Linked DNA regions of Macaca mulatta: region 2 is linked to region 1. A link is a contact called in public Hi-C data. All regions are on one chromosome and are shown on one strand. Each heading gives the region's core, a stretch centred on a gene start, on an enhancer-like site or on the middle of the called end of the contact. The rest is flanking DNA. Distances are from core to core; before and after follow the strand shown.

Region 1 (3,935 bases), core at 221-2,720:
GTTGTGCGGATCATGTCGTGCTCCCCAGACACCCAGTGTTCCCGGGACCATTCCATGGAAGACCCAGACAAGAAGGGGGAAACCAAAGCCAAGAGTGAAGCAGAGTCTGCCAGTCCCGAGGAGACGCCTGATGGCTCTGCCAGTCCAGTGGAGATGCAGGACGAAGGTGCAGAGGAGCCCCACGAGGCAGGAGAGCAGCTGCCCCCATTCCTGCTAAAAGAAGGCAGAGATGACAGGCTGCACTCGGCAGAGCAGGACGCAGATGATGAGGCTGCTGACGACACGGACGACACCAGCTCAGTGACCTCCTCTGCCAGCTCCACCACTTCCTCCCAGAGCGGCAGTGGCACGAGTCGCAAAAAGAGCATCCCCTTGTCCATCAAGAACTTAAAGCGCAAACACAAGAGGAAGAAGAATAAAATCACTCGAGATTTCAAGCCAGGGGACAGGTAAACTCAGAGTTGTGCCCCTCCCCAGTGGCGTCAGCGTGAAGCCAGGCAGAGTGCGCGTCCCCTGGGTGTGCGTGCCTGTGCTCGCACACACACCTCTGCATGCCTTGTAGTGGCTCAGGGACGCCCATCCGAGACAGCGTAGGTGCCTGGGGTAGGCCCTGGTGGAAAGCGGAGACTGAGGAGTGGTGCAGAGGGTGGGATGGTGGTGGCCTTAAGCTTGGCCTTCTGGGAACACATTTGCCTGAGCTCTCCCAAGTGGGTCTCGTTCTCAGAGAGTGCATGGCCTCGGAACCCTGGGTGAGCTTCCTGTGCACCAGAAACTCATCCTGCCAACTTGGGATTCGGAGTTTCAGGTTACTAAGCCCACAGGGACAGGAAGGGACAAAAAGATTCTCTGCCCTTTCCGTGGGCGGGGGTGGCGTTTGCATGGCCTGCTGACTGGCCTGCATCCGGCAGGGTGGCAGTGGAGGTGGTGACCACGATGACCTCAGCCGACGTGATGTGGCAGGATGGCTCTGTGGAATGCAACATCCGCTCCAACGACCTCTTTCCTGTGCACCACCTGGACAACAACGAGTTCTGCCCCGGAGACTTCGTGGTAGATAAGCGAGGTAGTGCCAGCTCTGGAAGGGCAGCCAGCAGGGTGGTTGCCAGTGAGGGCCCAGGTTGGGGCTTGTGGAGAATGGGCAGTGGATCTGGGGTCAGAGCTAAAATGAGGTCCAGAAGGGGACTGCCCTCATGAAGGGGTCTCACCACTTCCAAGACAGGGGAAGGTCACAGTTTGCACCCTGCACTGGCTTGAGATGTCGGCTCCTTAGCCGGGATCCCTTAGCTAGTCACGTCCCTTCCTCTGGTTCCCTAGTCCAGAGCTGTCCAGACCCTGCTGTCTACGGCGTGGTACAGTCTGGGGACCACCTCGGCCGCACCTGCATGGTGAAGTGGTTCAAGCTGCGGCCGAGTGGGGACGACGTGGAGGTGTGTGCAGCCCCTACTGCTTTCTTCAGGTGGGCTCTGGGGTTAGGTGTAGGACCCGTAGCTCATGACAACCTGTCCTGTGCCACAGCTGATTGGAGAAGAGGAAGACGTGAGTGTTTACGACATTGCTGACCACCCTGACTTTAGGTTCCGTACAACTGACATCGTCATCCGCATCGGCAATACTGAGGACGGGGCTCCTCACAAGGAGGATGAGGTGTGCCTTCCAATTCAAGTTCTGGACCGCTGCTCACTGCCCTGTGCACCAGCTGCAGTCCCTGATGCTGCCACCAGGTGGCTCTAGGAGACAAGACCTGAAAGTCCTCTGGGCTCAGTGTCCCCAGGGCAGCTGCCCCAAAGTCAAGCTGCTGCTCAGCCCTAGCAGCTGCAGAAGGACTTGTTTCCCTGCCTCGCTTCTGGGGTCAGGCTTCTTCAGCTGCCGCTGGTTACGTTTACCAGAGGAGCTAAGTTCTTGTCACGAGCTGGGTGGGCATGATGTCAGTCACTGCAGAGCACAGGAGGGGCTGGGGAGCTGGAGCTTGAGCTGGACCCCCTGACTTTGTCCCCTTTGCCCGGCAGCCATCGGTGGGCCAGGTGGCCCGTGTGGACGTCAGCAGCAAGGTGGAGGTGGTGTGGGCTGACAACTCAAAGACCATCATCCTGCCCCAGGTGAGGCTCTGGCAAGACCCCCCACTGGGCTTGTGACTATGGCAGCTTGGGCTGGGGACCATAGTCGTGTAGCCAGAAGATGGGCTCTCAGGTCTTCCTGGTGAGATCTCAGCAAAAGCATGAGGGGGCAAGGCAGGCATTCCACACAGCCCTTGGTGCAGGGTTGGGGGCAGCCCGCAGTTGGCCCACCAGCCTCGCTTCTCCCAGCAGTCTCTTCCCGGCCATCCATCGCTGGTGCATGTAGACTTTCACAGACCTCCAGGATTTTCCTGGATTGTCAGCTCACTGTGCTGCGAAGAATGCAAGTTCCCTCCTAAAAGGAGATGGAAACTTTCCTACCACCGTTTCTAGAAAGCTCTAACAGAGAAGGAGAGAAAGGAGCTGGTGCAGTTCTAACCCCAGCTGCTGGGTCCTGAGCAGAAGAGCTACATGGGCTCTCCTTCCCTCGCCTCCTGGTTGGAGCCACACAGCCCAGCTTTCCTCTCCTGGTCCACACAGGGGCGGGAGTGGGAGTGGGAATGGCTTGCCCCATCACCTTAACGGCCATTCCAGGGAAGGCAGCAAGATGTGTCGGCCCTTCCACATGTCCCCTCCTGTCATATGTTCCCAGCTCCCAGCGCAGCCCCACACAGACCTCCTTGGCTGTATCATCAGCTGACCCTGAGCTTTTCAGGTGTAGGGCTGGGCCTGCCAAGGTCCCCTACTGCCTTGGGCAGATGCTGACCAAGTGCACAGAGCAGGAGCAGAGGCTGGAACAGACCACTGGCTGGGGCTTTGGGTCCGGCTTAGGGGTGGCACAGGTGAAGGGCCTCTCCCAGAGACCTAGGGACTGCAAAATCCAGAGCAGAGGGCGGGGAAAGAATGGAATGAGGTTGCCAAGGCCTCATGAGCCCAGTCCCCATCAGCTGTGAAGGTCATGGATCCCCAGAGCTCCTCCTTAGTGGTGGGGAGGTGACTTCCTGTCTGCATTACCCTGGCACTTCCTTCTGCCCCCAGCACTTGTACAACATCGAGTCTGAGATTGAGGAGTCAGACTACGATTCGGTAGAAGGCAGCACCAGCGGGGCATCCTCGGATGAATGGGAAGATGATAGTGACAGCTGGGAGACGGACAATGGGCTGGTGGAGGATGAGCACCCCAAGATAGAGGAGCCCCCCATCCTACCCCTAGAGCAGCCAGCGGCCCCTGAGGAGGACAAGGGAGTGGTGATCAGTGAAGAGGCAGCCACAGCTGCTGTCCAAGGGGCTGTGGCCATGGCCGCCCCCATGGCCGGGCTGATGGAGAAGGCTGGCAAGGACGGGCCACCCAAGAGCTTCCGGGAGTTGAAAGAGGCCATCAAAATCCTGGAAAGCCTCAAGAACATGACCGTGGAGCAGCTGCTGACAGGCTCGCCCACCTCTCCGACTGTGGAGCCTGAGAAGCCAACTCGGGAGAAGAAGTTTCTAGATGACATTAAGAAGCTACAGGAAAACCTCAAGAAGACCCTGGACAATGTGGCCATTGCAGAGGAGGAGAAGATGGAGGCAGTGCCCGACGTAGAGCGCAAGGAGGACAAGCCCGAGGGGCAGTCACCTGTGAAGGCTGAGTGGCCCAGCGAGACCCCGGTGCTCTGCCAGCAGTGTGGTGGCAAGCCTGGTGTCACCTTCACCAGCGCCAAGGGCGAGGTCTTCTCCGTGCTGGAGTTTGCACCCTGTGAGTCAGCCCTTGCCCGGTCTTCGCCTTCCCCGCCTTCTCAGGGCTCCTGTTTGTGTCACCAGATCTGGGTGCAGGGTGGTTAGTCCCCTTGCCGGCCCCCAGCTACTGCCCCCAAACCATTTCACTGTGTGATCACAGTGCTG
Region 2 (3,752 bases), core at 321-2,820, 120 kb before region 1:
GCAATTCTCCTGCCTCAGCCTCCCGAGTAGCTGTGATTACAGGAACCAGCCACCATGCCCAACTAATTTTTGTATTTTTAGTAGAGATGGGGTTTTACCATGTTGGCCAGGCTGGTCTCGAACTCCTGACATCGTGATCTGCCTGACTTAGCCTCACGAAGTGTTGGGATTACAGGCGTGAGCCACCGCGCCTGGCCAAAAAATTATTTAACACAGTTTTTTGTTTTTCTTTTTGTTTTAGAGACAGGGTCTCACTCTGTCACCCAGGCTGGAGTATGGTGGTGCAATCACAGCTCACTGCAGCCTCGACCTCCAGGGCTCAGCCTCCTGAGTAGCTGAGCCTCCTGAGTAGCTGAGACTACAGGCGTATGTACACCACAGTGCCTGGCCTTATACAAAGTTTTTGAAGTAGCATTCCTGGGAATTCTATATGATTACAAAGGCAATATGTATAAGATGACAGCAAGAGTGAAAAAAAAAAAAACAGGCTGGGCGCGGTCGCTAACGCCTGTAATCCCAGCACTTTGGGAGGCCGAGATGGGCAGATTACCTGAGGTCAGGGGTTCAAGACCAGCCTGGCCAATATGGTGAAACCCTGTCTCTACTAAAAATACAAAAATTAGCTGGGCATGGTGTCAAGTGGCTATAGTCCCAGCTACTTGGGAGGCTGAGGCAGGAGAATCGCTTGAACCCGGGAGGCGGAGGTTGAAGTAAGCCAAGATCGCACCACTGCACTCCAGTCTGGGTAACAGAGCAAGACTCCGTCTCAAACAACAACAACAAAACAAAGGCAGCCGGGTGCGGTGGCTCAGGCCTGTAATCCCAGCACTTCAGGAGTGCGAAGTAGGCAGATCACAAGGTCAGGAGTTCGAGACCAGCCTGGTCTCGAACATAGTGAAACCCCATCTCTACTAAAAATACAAAAATTAGCTGGGTGTGGTGGCAGGTGCCTGTAATTCCAGCTACTCAGGAGGCTGAGGCAGGAGAATTGCTTAAAAACCCGGGGGCGAAGGTTGCAGTGAGCCAAGATCACACCACTGTACTCCAGCCTGGGCAACAGAGCAAGACTCTGTCTCAGAAAAAAAAAAAAAAAAAAAAAAAACATTGCAGGAAATTTGAGGGGGAAAGAAAAGCACAAAGGGAGGTATCCAGGAAGCGGTTGGAGACTGGTCTGAAGCAGGACAGAAGTCAGGGCTGTGACAATAAAAGTCCCCTATGATCCCTCCACCTGAGAGTCCCTGTCAGTGTTTTCCTGTAAATACTGGCAGTGGTTTTCCTGTGCACGCGCACATTTTACGCGGCACACACACTACATTTTATGTTACTCCAGGATCTTAGCACGCATATTGGTTTTAGTGAAGAAGCCTCCAGCAGTTTCGCAAGTGAGTGGGTTTCGGTTCAGGTCACACGGGGATGATAGTAGCAGTTGACTCAGTGGCAGCGCATGTGGGTCTGACAAGTTCCCAAGGCTTTCTGGCTGGTCCCCAGTTTAGTGTGAAATGAGCCAGGAAAGAAAGCTATCATCTCTCCCGGCGACTGCAAAGCCTCCTCCCAGTTGTCGGCCTCCGCTCTGCCCTCCCACGTTGTGGTCTCCACGCAGGGCCCAGGAAATGCTTTCATCATATGAATCAGATCGCGTGGACTCCTCCCTGTCCCATCAAAACCCTGCCCTAGCTTACTGAAGTCACAGCCAAACAGAAAACAGAGTCCTGGCCTGGCTCACTAGCCCGCCTGAGTTGGCCCGGGCCATCTTTCCAGGCTGATTTCTCCTCCTGGTTCCCCTTCTCGCCTTCCTTTTTTTTTTTTTTTTTTTTTTTTTTGGTGAGACAGAGTCTCACTCTGTAGCCCAGGCTGGAGTGCAGTGGCATGATCTCAGCTCACTGCAACCTCTGCCTCCCAGGTTCAAGTGATTCTCCTGCCTCAGCCTTCTGAGTAGCTGGGACTACAGGGCAAGCTACCACACCCGGCTAATTTTTGTATTTATAGTAGAAATGGGGTTTCACCATGTTGGTCAGGCTAGTCTTGAACTCCTAACCTCCGGTGATCCACCCAATTCAGCCTCCCAAAGTGCTGGGATTACAGGTGTGAGCCACTGTGCCCGGCCTAATGCAGTATCTCTCTCTCTCTTTTTTTTTTTTTTTTTTGAGACAGAGTCTTGCTCTGTCACCCAGGCTGGAGTGCAGTGGTGTGATCTCGGCTCATTGCAACCTCTACCTCCCAGGCTCAAGCAATTCTCCTGCCTCAGCTGCCCGAGTAGCTGGGATTACAGGCACCTGCCACCACGCCCAGCTAATTTTTGTATTTTTAGTAGAGACAGGGTTTCACTGTGTTGGCCAGGCTGGTCTCAAACTCCTGACCTCAAGTGATCCACCTGCCTTTGCCTCCCAAAGTACTGGGATTACAGGTGTGAGCCACCACGTCTGGCGACAGTAACTCTTAAAATCAAAATTAGCCGGGTACAGTGGCTCACACGCATAGCCCCAGCTACTTGGGAGGCTGAGGTGGGAGAATCACTTGAGCCTAGGAATTTGAGACCAGCCTGGGCAACATAGCAAGACTCTCTCTCAAAAAACGAAACAAACAACAACAAAAATATGCTCCCCCCACCAAAATCCATGATGAAAAAAATGCCAAAATTTTAAATACAGTGAGGATCCCTTTTCCCCGTCCCTCTATCCTCACTGTCTGGCCCTCCTGCCCACAGCCCACACTTGGGAAATATGGCTGAATGAATTAGAAGAGCAGGGGAAGAAACTGAACATAAGTCAGGCGGAGGCAAAGAGCAAGAAGCAAGTGGGGTGGCTCATGGGGACTGCTCAATGAGACCTCCCACCCGGGGATCAGGCTGGGGTCCTGAGGAGCCCCCTTCCCCTGCCTGGCTAGCAGGTCCTGAAAGAAGTGAAGGAAGAGACCGGCTGGGGGCCCCATGATGGGGCAGGGACCTGGGGGTTCTGCCTCCAGGAGAGCCGGGAGCGCAGGCCAGAAAAGCCTGTTACAACTATAATCCCAGCCTTTGGGAGGCTGAGGCAGGTGGATCACCTGAGGTCAGGTGTTTGAGACCAGCCTGGCCAACATGGCAAAACCCTGTCTCTAATAAAAATACAAAAATTAGCTGTGCATGGTGATGGGTGCCTATAATCTCAACTATTTAGGAGGCTGAGGCAGGAGAATTGCTTGAACCCAAGAGGCAGAGGTTGCAGTGAGCCAAGATTATGCCACTGCACTCCAGCCTGGGCGGCGAGCAGACTCCATTTCAAAAAAAAAAAAACCAGCAGAAATTGATTATCTCAGGGTGCTGGAGGCCACAGGTCTGAAGTCAAGGTGGGGGCCAGGGCCACGCTCCCTCCGAAGCCTCTGGGAAGGATCCTTCCTCACCTCTGCCAGCCTTTGGTGGCCCCAGGAGCTCTTGGCCCAGGCCAGCGTCACTCCAGCCTCTGTCTCCGCAGTCATGTGGCCTTCCCTGTGCATTGCTCTTGTCTCAAGTCTCTCTCTGTGTTTGTCTTCTAAGGACACATGTCACTGGATTTAGGGCTCACCCTCAATCTGGGATGGTCTCATCTTGAGACCCTCAGCTTAGTCACATCTGCAATGACCTTTTTCCAAAAAGGTCACATGCACAGGTTCCTGGGACTCATATCTCTGGGGGCCACCATTTAGCCCACTACCCTTGTGGACTGGGAGGAAGGAGCCAGGGAAGAGGCAGGGATCTGCCACCCAGAGTTCCTTTCCCCTCCTCCTCTTGAGCCCTTTGG

Evidence for each region. A called contact is a pair of places that touch in the nucleus more often than the background predicts.
Region 2: a Hi-C map of CD4 T cells shows a contact between it and region 1, with 3 times the contacts expected there. The contact joins two enhancer-like sites. A contact is called at or near these places in 4 of 14 Hi-C or Micro-C datasets (CD4 T cells, fetal cortex germinal zone, fetal cortical plate and 1 more).

The regions. Positions count from the first base shown.
Region 1 is chr16:86,145,431-86,149,365 of T2T-MMU8v2.0, reverse strand. UBE2O (ubiquitin conjugating enzyme E2 O) reads left to right here. Exons shown (of 18, transcript XM_077972831.1): 9 at 1-449; 10 at 909-1,063; 11 at 1,315-1,427; 12 at 1,516-1,662; 13 at 2,007-2,096; 14 at 3,093-3,789. Among named protein-coding and RNA genes, the nearest start is that of SPHK1, 15 kb to the right of the region's middle. Within about 2 kb of position 1,470, at least 2 of the 40 cell types and tissues checked have an H3K27ac peak or open chromatin away from gene starts, as enhancers often do. A contact at or near this core is called in CD4 T cells, where this site is marked.
Region 2 is chr16:86,266,654-86,270,405 of T2T-MMU8v2.0, reverse strand. No RefSeq gene overlaps it. Among named protein-coding and RNA genes, the nearest start is that of RHBDF2, 14 kb to the right of the region's middle. Within about 2 kb of position 1,570, at least 14 of the 40 cell types and tissues checked have an H3K27ac peak or open chromatin away from gene starts, as enhancers often do. A contact at or near this core is called in CD4 T cells, where this site is marked.